Linked DNA regions of Danio rerio: region 1 is linked to region 2. The links are chromatin contacts, called in public Hi-C maps. All regions are on one chromosome and are shown on one strand. Each heading gives the region's core, a stretch centred on a gene start, on an enhancer-like site or on the middle of the called end of the contact. The rest is flanking DNA. Distances are from core to core; before and after follow the strand shown.

Region 1 (6,666 bases), core at 1,624-4,123, 200 kb after region 2:
AGCAGTGTTTGATGTGAAAATGATCTTAGATGTATAAGATGTTTTGATTCTTAGATGTATAAAGTAAATATAATGATTTAGTGTAAAATATTATATGGAAAATACATTTTTTACCGAAATTTATTTAAATAACATTTGTATTATACATTTTAATCTGTTATATTTATTTGTTTATTTGTTTTAATTTATTTACGTTTATCCTAACTCTAATTAGGACCGATCTTATCTTTTACAATACTTTTATACAGCTTTTGTATTTACTTGATAGTTCCTCATTAATTTATTCATGTATTTATTTATTTATTTTTATTCACAATAATACTTTTAAAATATTTTTTTACATTTTCTCTATAGGGCACATCTTTGCAGGCCACAAAAGTTTGAAAATCCCTGTTTCAATTTTATTCTTTAGTTTCATTAAACATATAATAGTTTAAAATTAGATTACTGACCATTAAAACAAGAGTATTTATAGATTAAGTCTTGATCCAAATAAGCTTTCAACTTTCATGCACTGTAAAATTAAATATTGTACTTTAAATGCACTATATGATAAAATTAAGCTTGGCCTATATTCTATAGGAAAACAGTTAAAATTAAACACTGGTACATTAGAAAATATAAGGAATAATATTTTAGTAATATACAGTACAAGCACTGACATTAATGTCTGCCAGAGAAAAAGTCAGAGGGGTCTGAATGCAGACCTGGTGCAGTGCAATATGAGCTGCCTCCCATGCTCTTAATGCACTCACCTAACCCCACCCATAACCCTACCCCTCACATTGACATGACAAGCTCCATTAAGTGCATTCTGTCTGACATTGCATCACTGAGATATGCAGTCTCAGCTTGCACCATAAGGGCTGCATCCAGATAGCCTATTGGAGAAAGTAGGCCTGTATCATCATGTGAGCAGCAAGCATTTAAAGTATTGAACTTGTGTAAAATAAACATTTTAATGGCATCTGATATTTTTCAATTTGAAAGTTGGAAGTCTTTAGTATTTATAGTTACACCATTTGATTAATATATTGCTCCTGCAAGCACTGCATTCCTCCATATTTCTATTATTTTGAAGTTTGTCCAGCAGAGGGAAGTAGAGTCAAGCACGCTTTTTATTATTTTTTTATTTATTGAACATATAGTTATGTACAACACAATCACTACGTCTTTACATAAAAAACAGGTGCAAATAAAAACAAATTACCTGCATAAATAATATGTTACATAAAATAATTATATGTAAAATAATACAGAACTAAATATAATAAATAAAAAGGATTAGGGGTTTTCCTGTAATTTACTTAAAAGACAGAAGTTTAATTGCACTTTTTGTTTTTATTATCTTGAGGGGTTTTATATAAAAGAATCTCATTATAAAAGGCAAAACATTGCTTTCACCTTCAAATATTTTGTGTTATTTAAAATGTTCCAAACATAAGGATGTTGTTGATTAGGAAGGCATCTTCTTTACTGTCCATTACAAGTCTATAAATGATGCCGCACACAATAAAGGTCCTGAGTCGTGTGGAATCCCTATGGAGGACGAAACCTGCAAAAACAAGAAATAAATAAACAAATAAATATGCAAATGCGTAAATAAATGAACAAATAAATCCATAAATTCCTGCATAAATAAAATAATAAATAAATATGCAAATAAATAAAGGTATATAAAAATCCACAAATTCCTGCATAAAAAAAAAAATATATAGATAACTTTTAGTGCAGGCTGGTAAATAAATAAATATATTACACAAATGTTGGGGGAATAAAAAAATACTAAACTGAACATTTTTTCAGGTTTCGTTCTCTATTTGAGTAAAGCCATCATGACCATAATGCATGCACAAACATATAGTGAAAAAAACAAAATGATCTGTTGTTTCAATATCATCACAATACAAACTCTTAAATAGATTAAATAATTCCACCTTACCTGTTGGTGAAACCTAGATTAAGCACACATGCTGATGACAAGTAGCTTGAGTGTGGTAGCCTCCCAAAACTTTGGTCAGATAATATAAAAATTACATAATTTCTAATAAAGTAAATGAAAATAATTTAAAAATATTGCATAGATATTATCCATGCTATGATTTTATTAGTGCGTTTAATTAAGGTTTTTCACCATTGAGATGTTTTTGTAAAATGGAGCCAGAGCCATATTTTTCAACTGCAGTCACACAAAATAGTTTTGGTCAGAAGTTTTGAAGTATATCATAAATGTGTCAATATAACTGAAAAATGGTTTATTTATGGATTGCAATTCTGGATTATTAGAATTGGATAAAATAACAAAAATCCGTAAGTTATTTGGAAAGTACCACATTCACAAAACAACATGTATGCTGACTGTACCAAATATTATTTTTTTTTATTGATCTAAAAATTTTTATGTTTACTGACCTCAATACAGAGTAATCCTAAAGCTCTTAAGACATCCCACCTGCTGAAAAAAACTAACACTTAATGTACATGATTGTTTTTTGTTAATTCCCCTGTATACTGTACAATTCTGTACTCCCATATTTAATCAATAAAAAAGGTAAATAAAACATAAAATTAGTTAAATACGAAAAAAAGTGTGGTAGCCTACATTGTTGGTAACTCTTCTCTCCATAAAACATTTTTTTTTCATCTGACGTTTTAATCTGTTGCCTAAGATTGGTATTACTTCAACATTTGATCTTTTCAAAGGTAATTTACATCAGAAATGTCAACAACAGAAAACTGTTAAATAAGGGATAGCGTTTGTCAGATGTTGTTTTGCGGTCAGTCATGTGACATGTTAGATCCAATCGCTGTCGTTCTTATTTAATGTCGACGAACTAGGCGCCATTTTTGTTTGAGCAAAAGCACGTGGAAGTGAATGACGACGACTAGATCATTGGTTAAAAAGTTGGTATAAAGTTGTACATTTCAGCCCTGTTTTCAACAAGACTCAAGAAGTACTTTTTTTATGGCGCACATTTGTAGTTCGTTTTTACAAAAAAAAATCCACTTTGTCAGTTAGAAGTCAGAGGTATAGAAGGCTTGCTGAAATAGCACGAAGGTGAGTATTTTACCGCTATTTTATAGCGAAGTCCACATGATGGCAGCAAAGAAATAGCAAAGGTGCAACTGGCCCAGCTGCGCTTCTTATGAAGAATAATTTTATCACATTTCAGTAGTATAAGACGTTAGAAGAATGTTAGTTTTATGTTGCATACAGATTGTCAGTTACCGAGTCTGACTGTATGAGTGTTGTTGAATGTATTGTTTTTAATGTTACACTTTGTGCAGAGGAGAAAGTTTCAGACATGCTAACGGCCAGATCAGCGGATTCCCTAAAAATAAATTGTCAGCAGAATATAAACAGTAGAAGTACCAAAGGACACCCCAAACCCCAGTAGGACCCCCCCCCAAATAATAATAATAATAATAATAATAAATAATATTAAGTAAATAAATAAACAAGCAACGGCAGTACTTGGTTGCTTTAAAAGTTAAATAAAAGTGTTGCAAAAAACATTTTACCCAAAAATATTCTGCAAATTCTAAAATTGTTTGCTATTCATTTTTTTAAACAAATCTGTCTAAATGATTTACAAACAAAAAACGGCCCTCCCTTGTTACCATTATTAGTCTTAAACATAAAAAATATGCGACTTTACAAATAAAACACAAGAAAATGCAGTTTTTATCATCTTTGAGACATTTGACAAATGTCTTTAAAAGTCTCATGAGTTAAATTAGCTATCGAGATAAACATTTTGTTTTAATTTGATGAAAGTTTTATTTGTACATTAACTTTCACAGAATAAACCTAGATTTTAGCTTAATATCATTTATATGGCAAATGATAAATTAACACTTCACATGTGAACAGTTTATTGCAGACGGACGCAAAATGACATTTATAGATCATTTATAGTGATGTAAACAAACGGTCTTGACGTGTTTTAGTTTCCATATAGCTTCCGAGAACTATAGGTTATTTATATGGATAAATATAATGACATATGTTTCAACGTTGAGATATGACTGAATTACCTCTTATTACAGGTAAAATAGTTTGACAACAAGCAGGAAATGTTCATGGGCCAATGCATCACTACATAGAAATGGTCTATAGCATGCACTTTTTTTTCTTGCAGATAATGACACCCGACAATCCTGCTCAGTCATGCAGCATTCAACTTGTTTTAAACTTGAAACCGCAACATGATGATGCGTGTGCGAGAGAGAGAGGAAAGAGAGAGAGCATTGAGTGCGCGCACGCGGAGAACCAGCACTCTCTCAGCAGCAGAACTAGCGCGCGCGCTCGCTCGGTAGGTCGGTCGGTCGGTTGTCAAGAGCGCACGGACCGGACTGATCAGGAGGAGGCAGCAGGTAAGAGCTCTGACACTCTCACTTACTCTGGAAAACTGCTTACAAGTCTATATAAATGCCACTTTTATTGATAACTTTACTTCATTGTCACATAGTTAGCAAATTAGACTGTGACATTAAATTGATGCATGCTTTCAGTTGGTCATATTTTTTTTCGTTTAATGTTCTATTAGATATTAACATTTATATGTAAACCTTTGGACGTTTATAAGTTATTTATTTTATTTTGCGTAGATGTAGCGCGTATCGGGTGGCTGTGCGCGCGCCTGCTGCGCGAGTCGTTATTTATTCATGTGTCATGAGAGCTCATGAGGGTGAACTAGCAGGGTTGCCATGAGCTCGTGAAGGGGTTTTACTCCCGGAAACTTATTGAAGACCAAATAAAACAGCGTGTCAGCGTTTAATGTGTTACCATGACTGATGGAGACGTTGATGAGAGAGGAATAGCTGGCGTGCCATAAGTGTCAATGGGAGTTTATAATGTGGTGGCAGGAGGTAATTGGTGATGCATGTTATCAGAATACATATGGACTTCCAGCTGGATCTCCTGTGCATGCATAAGTGCGCTACAGCCATCCATGCCAGTTGCTTATTTGTTTATCCCTCATGCTATGATGTGGGTCTGGGATTACAACATATTATTATGTCTTAATTCAGAAACGGAGTTAAATGTTCTGTACTGAGCTGAATATAAACTAGGATTGAAAGTTGAGCTATGGTAGTCTCTGAGCATTTGTAATTGTTCACCTTTTGGTTCCTTTGGCCCTGGTTGCACTTGTTCTGGTGAACTCTGTGAACTTATCGATTACAAAGATGTAGTGGGTCAATTCTAGGACTTGCCTCCCAACTTTTGATCAGTTTTGGGAACGCTGAAACAACTTTCATAGAAAAGTCATAAACTTTATCCAAAAACACGTGAGCAGCATTTTAAAGAAGGTCCATAACTGCTGTGGAAGAAGTCACCCTGAGTAAACGGCCAATATTTAATACACATATTGTGTTTAGTTTATTTTTAGGACCACAGAAATGCTGTCGGTGTCCATCAATGTCAAAACAGTGACTGAGATGACCAATTAAATGAGAAAAGGCAGAGCCCTGTATTGTACATATAGGCACAAACATGAGCTCAATTTCAGCTTTTAATGATGAATGTCTATTATGTAAAATGTACTGTAAGTAGCTAAATGTTTTTATGGTACAATTGGGCATTCATTTGAAAACGTTGAATGAATTGTATTTGGGCTGCACAATATATCATTTTAGCATTGAAATCGCAATGTGCAAACCTGCAATAGTCACATTGCAGGATCTGCAATGCAAATTGGAAATATAATTAACCAGGAACCACAGTTAAGTACACTTGATTTGGGAAGTCACAGTCCCTAACCCTAATTTAATAATGTGAAAGATCTTTATTTGGATGTTTATTTTATTTTATTTTATTGTAACATGTTTATTTAAAGTTGTCAATTAATGTGCAATGTGCATTTACAGACATAATCAAAGCCAAGTTTTCCAAAAAAAATGTGCAATGGGTTATAGAAATTATAGTAATCCTCAAAAATAAGAAAATAAATTTATAGATAGATGGAGGTAAGGAAAAAAAAAAAAGAAAAAAGTGTAACATCATACTATTTATAAGTACTATTAGGCAATATTGGTGACTAATTAGTCACAAAGTCTCTGGAAAGGCACATAAAATATATATTTTCCACATCACAGCACAGTCCTATAATATAGACATGTCATTTGAAAAAAATACATTTGGATGTGTTTTTAAGGCCTGTGACTAATTTAAACCCAACAAGAAACACTAAAGCTTTCCACTTTAACCGAGATGAAGTGTGTTTAATTATATTTATACAATGAAGACTGTACACATTGTTATTTTACGTTTGAATACTGGATTTCTATACCCAGTGTTAGACTCCAGCAAAAACCATAAAGCACTGTTTATTTAATTTTTAAAAATCTATAAATCTATCTTTTATCTGTGCTTAAATTAGTGTTTAATTAGAAATTAGTGTTTCTAATGCAGCATCTATGGGGCTGAGAGTTAATTTGACGTTATTCTCTCCTCTGGCTGCTGTCATCAGTCCCACGCAATTTTAATTTTTTTTTGAAAGTCTTGATGACATCATAGTGGAGTTTTTCTTGTTTTATTTCATCAAATAGGATTGTAAAAAAATAGTTTGTTGTGCTCTCCGATTCACTACGCTTTAAGTTTACCCAAATATGACACCTTCCGCTACTGAGAAACCCGGAAATGTGAAAAGGGTCAGAATCCTG
Region 2 (6,170 bases), core at 2,505-5,004:
AGAGACATTGTTCCGTTTTTCTGTCAGTCCTAGTCTTCTTAGTAGATAATTATTAGTAGTTGTTCGTTTGTTTAATTACTCTTTAAGATTCTAGAAGTCTTTATTTCAGTTTTGCTTTATCAGATTGCTAAAGTCTGTCTTTCTGTCTACTAGTATTTAGATTTTATTTTATTTCAGTTTTAGTTTATCTTATTTTATATTATCACTGTCTGTTTGTTGTCCTGTCTTGTGTCTTATAATTTTACAGTGTCCTGACCTCCCTGGTCTGACAGTCTGGAGTTTAGGTGGCCTGCTCCAGGATCTAGATCTGGTTTTGACCACTGTTGCTCCTACTCCTGGCTGGCTGTTCATTTTAGTAGTATCTTGTCTTTACCACTGGCTTCCTTGTCTTGTTGCTCCTACCGTTTGGACCTTATCATCCCCCTGTGTGTCTACTTGTGCCTTATTCTGTCAATAAACCCCTTTGTATTGTTCATTGCTGCAACTGGGTCTGTTTTCTTGCAATCAAACGTGACACCGGCTGGGTCAGTAAGCATTTCTGTGTAAAGTTTGCATGCTCTCCCCGTGTTTGCATGCGGTTTCCTCTGGGTGCTCCGGTTTCCCCCACAGTCCAAATGAGTAGAATAAAAAGGTGAGTTTGGTAAGCTAAATTTTCAGTAGTGTATGTGTGTATGTTCTGGTCCTCCAGGTTGGGGGTTGAGCATTGGGTTAACAAATCACCCCCCACATAAAAACTAGATGTTGTGAAACACAAACATGGTGGGGCTAAATAACAACGTTAATCTAAAATGGCCCTGTGAGTAAGTAAGAAGACTATATTTCTTTTTTTTTACCTGTCTCCTGAATTTTTCTTACATTAAAACAAATTGTATAAATACATTATATGTGTGTTTTTGTATTACTTTCATACAATTTATTGCTCAAGAATTAGTTGCATTGTTTTTGTGGTCTGTTCACAAAACAATAATGAATAATAATTATTATTTATTTAAATCATTCAATACAAGAATAACTAGCTCAGTCATATATAGACACTACAAAGACTACAGCGGAGCACAAATCATACTCACCATCCTAAATAAGCGAGACCAACCACTCCTAAAGCCGCTAAACCATTTTTAGTTTTGGGGAAGACATGAGGCTCCAGCAGGATCTCACCAAACAAGATTGGCAGAACAACTGTGTGCTGTGAATCAAACATGTACAATGTGACTGGTTTTGCATACAGATCCCCAAAAATCCATCTCTTTGATCATTTAATTGACATAAAAAAAACTACCATGTATAGAGTACAAACCATAGCATGATTCAGCCATGGAGGGAAGAAGTTGTCTATTGAAGCAGGATAGACCAGCTGTCGGTCATATGCGAAAATCAGCCAAAACAGCAGAACTACAAACTTAAGACAAATAAAAAAAACCCAACAACAACTCAATTATTAAGATATGGAGTATTTACAATGTCAAACATTTATTGCAATCATTTGTTATTTAAAGACTGAAGACGACACGATATTCATCAATTCTTTAAAATTATGTTATTACCAGTAATAACCTGTAGATGGCGTAATATCATTATTTAAAAACGCCATTGCCCTTTAACCCATTCTGTTGAAACTAAACATTGTGCAACACATAGGCACGTATCAGTGAGTAATGAATGCAATTTTAGCAGGTTCTCATTCTTTTAATTCATGACATTGTTATTATATATATTTTCAATTGCATCAATTTCACATTATTTTATTCTGTTCTCCCGCAAAACACTTTGTAGGCTTGCACACACTGGAACTACACATATTCTTACAATTTAGTTCATTTTGGTTACTTCTAATTTCGATCAATTTATTTAAATTTCTACTGATGATTTTTATTTCTACTGACCCTGTTTCTTTCTTTTTCTTTGCATACAGTGTTGCACCCATGCACAATTATATCATTATGTATATAATTATAATAATGATAATAATAAATACAAATATTATCTATCTATCTATCTATCTATCTATCTATCTATCTATCTATCTATCTATCTATATATATATATATATATATATATATATATATATATAGGGTTGTTAAAGTTATTAAAATGCTAAATATTGAAATCGAATTTTTACTGAAATGTTCATTTTGAAATCCAGGATGGTAACCCACGTTAAACCTATTTTAGGGTGTTTGAAAGATATTCAAGAACATGCCACATATACATGCCACTCCTGTCACCTAAGAACAGGGAACTGAGACAACAATTCGCACAGGCTCACCAAAATTACACAACAGAAGATTGGAAAACGTTGTCAGGTCTGATGAGTCTCGATTTCTGCTGCGACATTTGGATGGTAGAGTCAAAATTTAGCGTCAACAACATGAAAGCATGGATCCATCCTGCCTTGTATCAGCGGTTCAGGCTGGTGATGGTGGTGTAATGGTGTGGGGGATATTTTCTTGGTACACTTTGGGCCCATTAGTAAAAATTGAGCATCGTGTCAACAACACAGCCTACCTAAGTATTGTTGCTGACCATGTCCATCCCTTTATGACCACAGCGTACCCATCTCCTGATGGGTCCTTCCAGCTATATAACTCTGCATGTTACAGAGTGCGAATCATCTCAGACGGGTTTCTTGAACATGACAATGAGTTCACTGTAATCAAATGGCGTCCACAGTCATCAGATCTCAATCCAATAGAGCACATTTGGGATGTGGTGGAACGGGAGATTCGCATCATGGATGTGCAGCTGACAAATCTGCAGCAACTGTGTGATGCTATCATGTCAATATGGACCAAAATCTCTGAGGAATATTTCCAGTACCTTGCCACGAAAGATTAAGGCTGAAGGCAAAAGAGTGTCCAAGCCGGTATTAGAAAGGTGTACCTAATAAAGTGGCCGGTGAGTGTATATGGTTATTAAAATTATTATAATGCTTTTCACACTAAATCAAAAATAACTTAGAACACTATTAAAATGTATATGATCAATTAGTCATGACAACATATGTTTTTAGTTCATTGTAACTTATTAAACTAAGTTAATCATGTTCCAACCTCATTTTAAAAGCTAAGCAAACCGTTTAAGTCAGTTTAAGACAATATAAGTTCAATAGACTCATAAAGTTAATTTGATTCAGCTTAAAAACTTAATTTAAAATCTATTTTCAGAGTGTTTGAAAGATTTTCAAGAGCATGCCACATGTACAATGTAGGAAAGTTAAATCCTCAAAGGAATAATGATCCTCAACACACTTGAGATTCATCACTTGTACAGACACATAAACTTAAAATGTCACAACCTCACCATAAATGACCTCAAAATCAAATCAAATAAAAATCAATCAATTAAATACAGAACAATCAATTAATTACAGTAAATACCCACACTCACCATTCCCACTGGAAACACAAAGACCGAAAAGAGCAAGTCCTTGCAGAGGCAGAGAAGAGACATCTTTGAGCCTTTCCCCACAGGCTGAAGGTCATTCACAGACGCCAGTCCAAAAAACACCATCTGTAAGACCTGACAAACCACAGTTTACAAAGCAAGTCTTTTTCAGCACGAAAACAGAACAAAAACATGGATAGCATCTTACTAGGTTTAAAAACGTGAGGTATTTCCAGGGTCCGCCGTAAACAAAAATCCCAGAAGGCAGATCTGAAACATCCTTCGCATAAATACACTGAATTATAAAGGCATACCAGCTGAAAGCAGCTATGTGGCAAAATGTCTTCATTACACCAGCCATGCTTGCAGTCAAAGTCTGTTGCTGAAATACCAGTTTCATTATTGAGATCTGCACTGTTATATCTGCTGTGGGAGACTTTGGGACAAGCCAGTGGAACTAATGCTGATTTAAGAAAAAAGAAAAGCTTATATTGAGAGATTAGCCTAAACTGACGAGTGAATTTGACATGCCATTACAAAAGTACAAATCCACACAAAGAGCTCTGTGTTTTTTCAAGTGACGTCACATATACATCATTTTGTAACACAGGATTACATATCACGGACTAAAAAAAGTGTGTTCTGTAATTTGGTTTGGCGAAGATGAATTTAGGCTTAACTGCATAATTCACATTTTTTGCAGCACGAGCTAATTAAAGATCACGTCACATAGTTAGGTAAGCACACTCAAAAGCACGTAACTACGTAAAGGAAAGCAACCATTATAAGAATAATTGACTTAAAGATAACACTTCTGTCATGATTTAGTGTGTTTGAACTATTTTTTTTCCACATACAATAAAAAGCAACAGGTTGCATAATAAAACTGGTCCCAAGTAGTTTTGATGAAATAAAAATAAACTATTTTGTCTTTAAACACAAACAAATAAACAAAAACTTTTATCTTTATTCATTTTTGGAATGGAGTAATTAATGACAGGTTTTTGTTATATACACTACCTGACAAAAGTCTTGTCGTTGATCCCAGTTGTAAGAGCAACAAATAATAACTTGACTTCTAGTTGATTATTTGGAAAAGAGGCAGAAGGTAGAATTTTACGATGAATCATCTGTTGAGCTGCTTCTAAATAATCAAATACTGCTGAAGATCTAAAGGAACCTGAAGATTTTGACAGAAATCAGTCAAGTTTGGTGAAGAAAAAAATCATGGTTTGGGGTTACATTCAGTATTGAGGGTGTGCGAGAGATCTGCAGAGTGGATGGCAACATCAACAGCCTGGGGTATCAAGACATTTGTGCTGCCCATTACATTACAAACCACAGGAGAGGGCAAATTTTTCATCAGGATAGCGCTCCTTCTCATACTTCTGCCTCCACATCAAAGTTCCTGAAAGGAAAGAAGGTCAAGGTGCTCCAGAATTGGCCAGTCTAGTCACTATAGACATGAACATTATTGAGCATGTCTGGGGTAAGATGAAGAGGGAGGCATTGAAGATGAATCCTAAGAATCTTGATGAACTCTGGGAGTCCTGCAAGGATGACTTTATTAATCAGTTATTTCAGCGATGTATAGATGCAGTCCTCCAAGCTCATGGGAGTCATACAAAATATTAATTCTTTTTCAACTGCAGTATGACTTTATATTCTATACAGTACATTATTTATGTTAAGTGACAAGACTTTTGTCTAAGCAAAGCCAGACCTTACTGTCCTAATTAAATAATTAAGAATCGAGGCATAATCATATTTTATTTTGTAAAATAAGTGTGATCTAGAGGCCTTTGCTTTTCATATGAGCCACTTCTGATATCAAATGATCAACTAGAAGTCAAGTTATTTAGGCGAGGCAGTGGCGCAGTAGGTAGTGCTGTCGCCTCACAGCAAGAAGGTCGCTGGTTCGAAACTCGACTCAGTTGGCGTTTCTGTGTGGAGTTTGCATGTTCTCCCTGCCTTCGCGTGGGTTTCCTCCGGGTGCTCCAATTTCCCCCACATTCCAAAGACATGTGGTACAGGTGAATTGGGTAGGCTAAATTGTCCGTAGTGTATGAGTCTGTGTGTGTGTGGATGTTTCCCAGAGACGGGTTGCAGCTGGAAGGGCATCCACTGCGTAAAAAAATTTGCTGAATAAGTTGGCGGTTCATTCCGCTGTGGCGACCCTGGATTAATAAAGGGACTAAGCCGAGGAGAAAATGAATGAATGAAGTCAAGTTATTTGTTGATCCTAAAACTTGGATAGGAGACAAGATTTGTCAGGCAATGTAAATATCCATAATGATACCATTTAAAATAAGTACACATTTTAAACAGGTTTCTCACAGTAAATCTCTTTCCCATAACACACAATGCAGATTTTGATATTTTAAACTTGTTCTTTCAGTTTTATTTTCGTGTCAGTGTAACAGACCTCGTATTACTTTAACATGATTTAGATTTACAATCTTTAGAAAATGGATGGCAACATGTAACAGGCATTTCAACACAGGTAAATAATGGGAACCATCAACAGATGTGGTCTCACTATATTAACTATTGTTTAACAACTTTACATTGCACAATTTTAAATAAATCAACATCAGTACATCATCCCACTATTCACAATATTGCACATTTCATTCAACACAGCAAAAACAAAATCCCCAAAAAGGTATTTTTTGCTACACATTCTATTGCATGTACATATGTAAATATACTGTGTGTGTGTGTGTGTGTGTGTATATATATATATATATATATATATATATATATATATATATATATATATATAT

Evidence for each region. Hi-C and Micro-C count contacts between places; a contact is called where the count stands out from the background.
Region 1: a contact with region 2 is called in a Hi-C map of embryo, with 5 times the contacts expected there. The contact joins the promoter of cdh23 here to the promoter of LOC100537455 in region 2. A contact is called at or near these places in 2 of 18 Hi-C or Micro-C datasets (caudal fin and embryo).

What each region holds. Positions count from the first base shown.
Region 1 is chr13:46,341,069-46,347,734 of GRCz12tu, forward strand. cdh23 (cadherin-related 23) reads left to right here and starts at 2,874. Exons shown (of 70, transcript NM_214809.1): 1 at 2,874-3,058; 2 at 4,143-4,377.
Region 2 is chr13:46,138,072-46,144,241 of GRCz12tu, forward strand. It overlaps LOC100537455 (androgen-dependent TFPI-regulating protein), which reads right to left and starts at 3,755. Exons shown (of 6, transcript XM_021480894.3): 1 at 3,593-3,755; 2 at 3,388-3,519; 3 at 1,298-1,399; 4 at 1,071-1,186. The coding sequence starts at 3,745.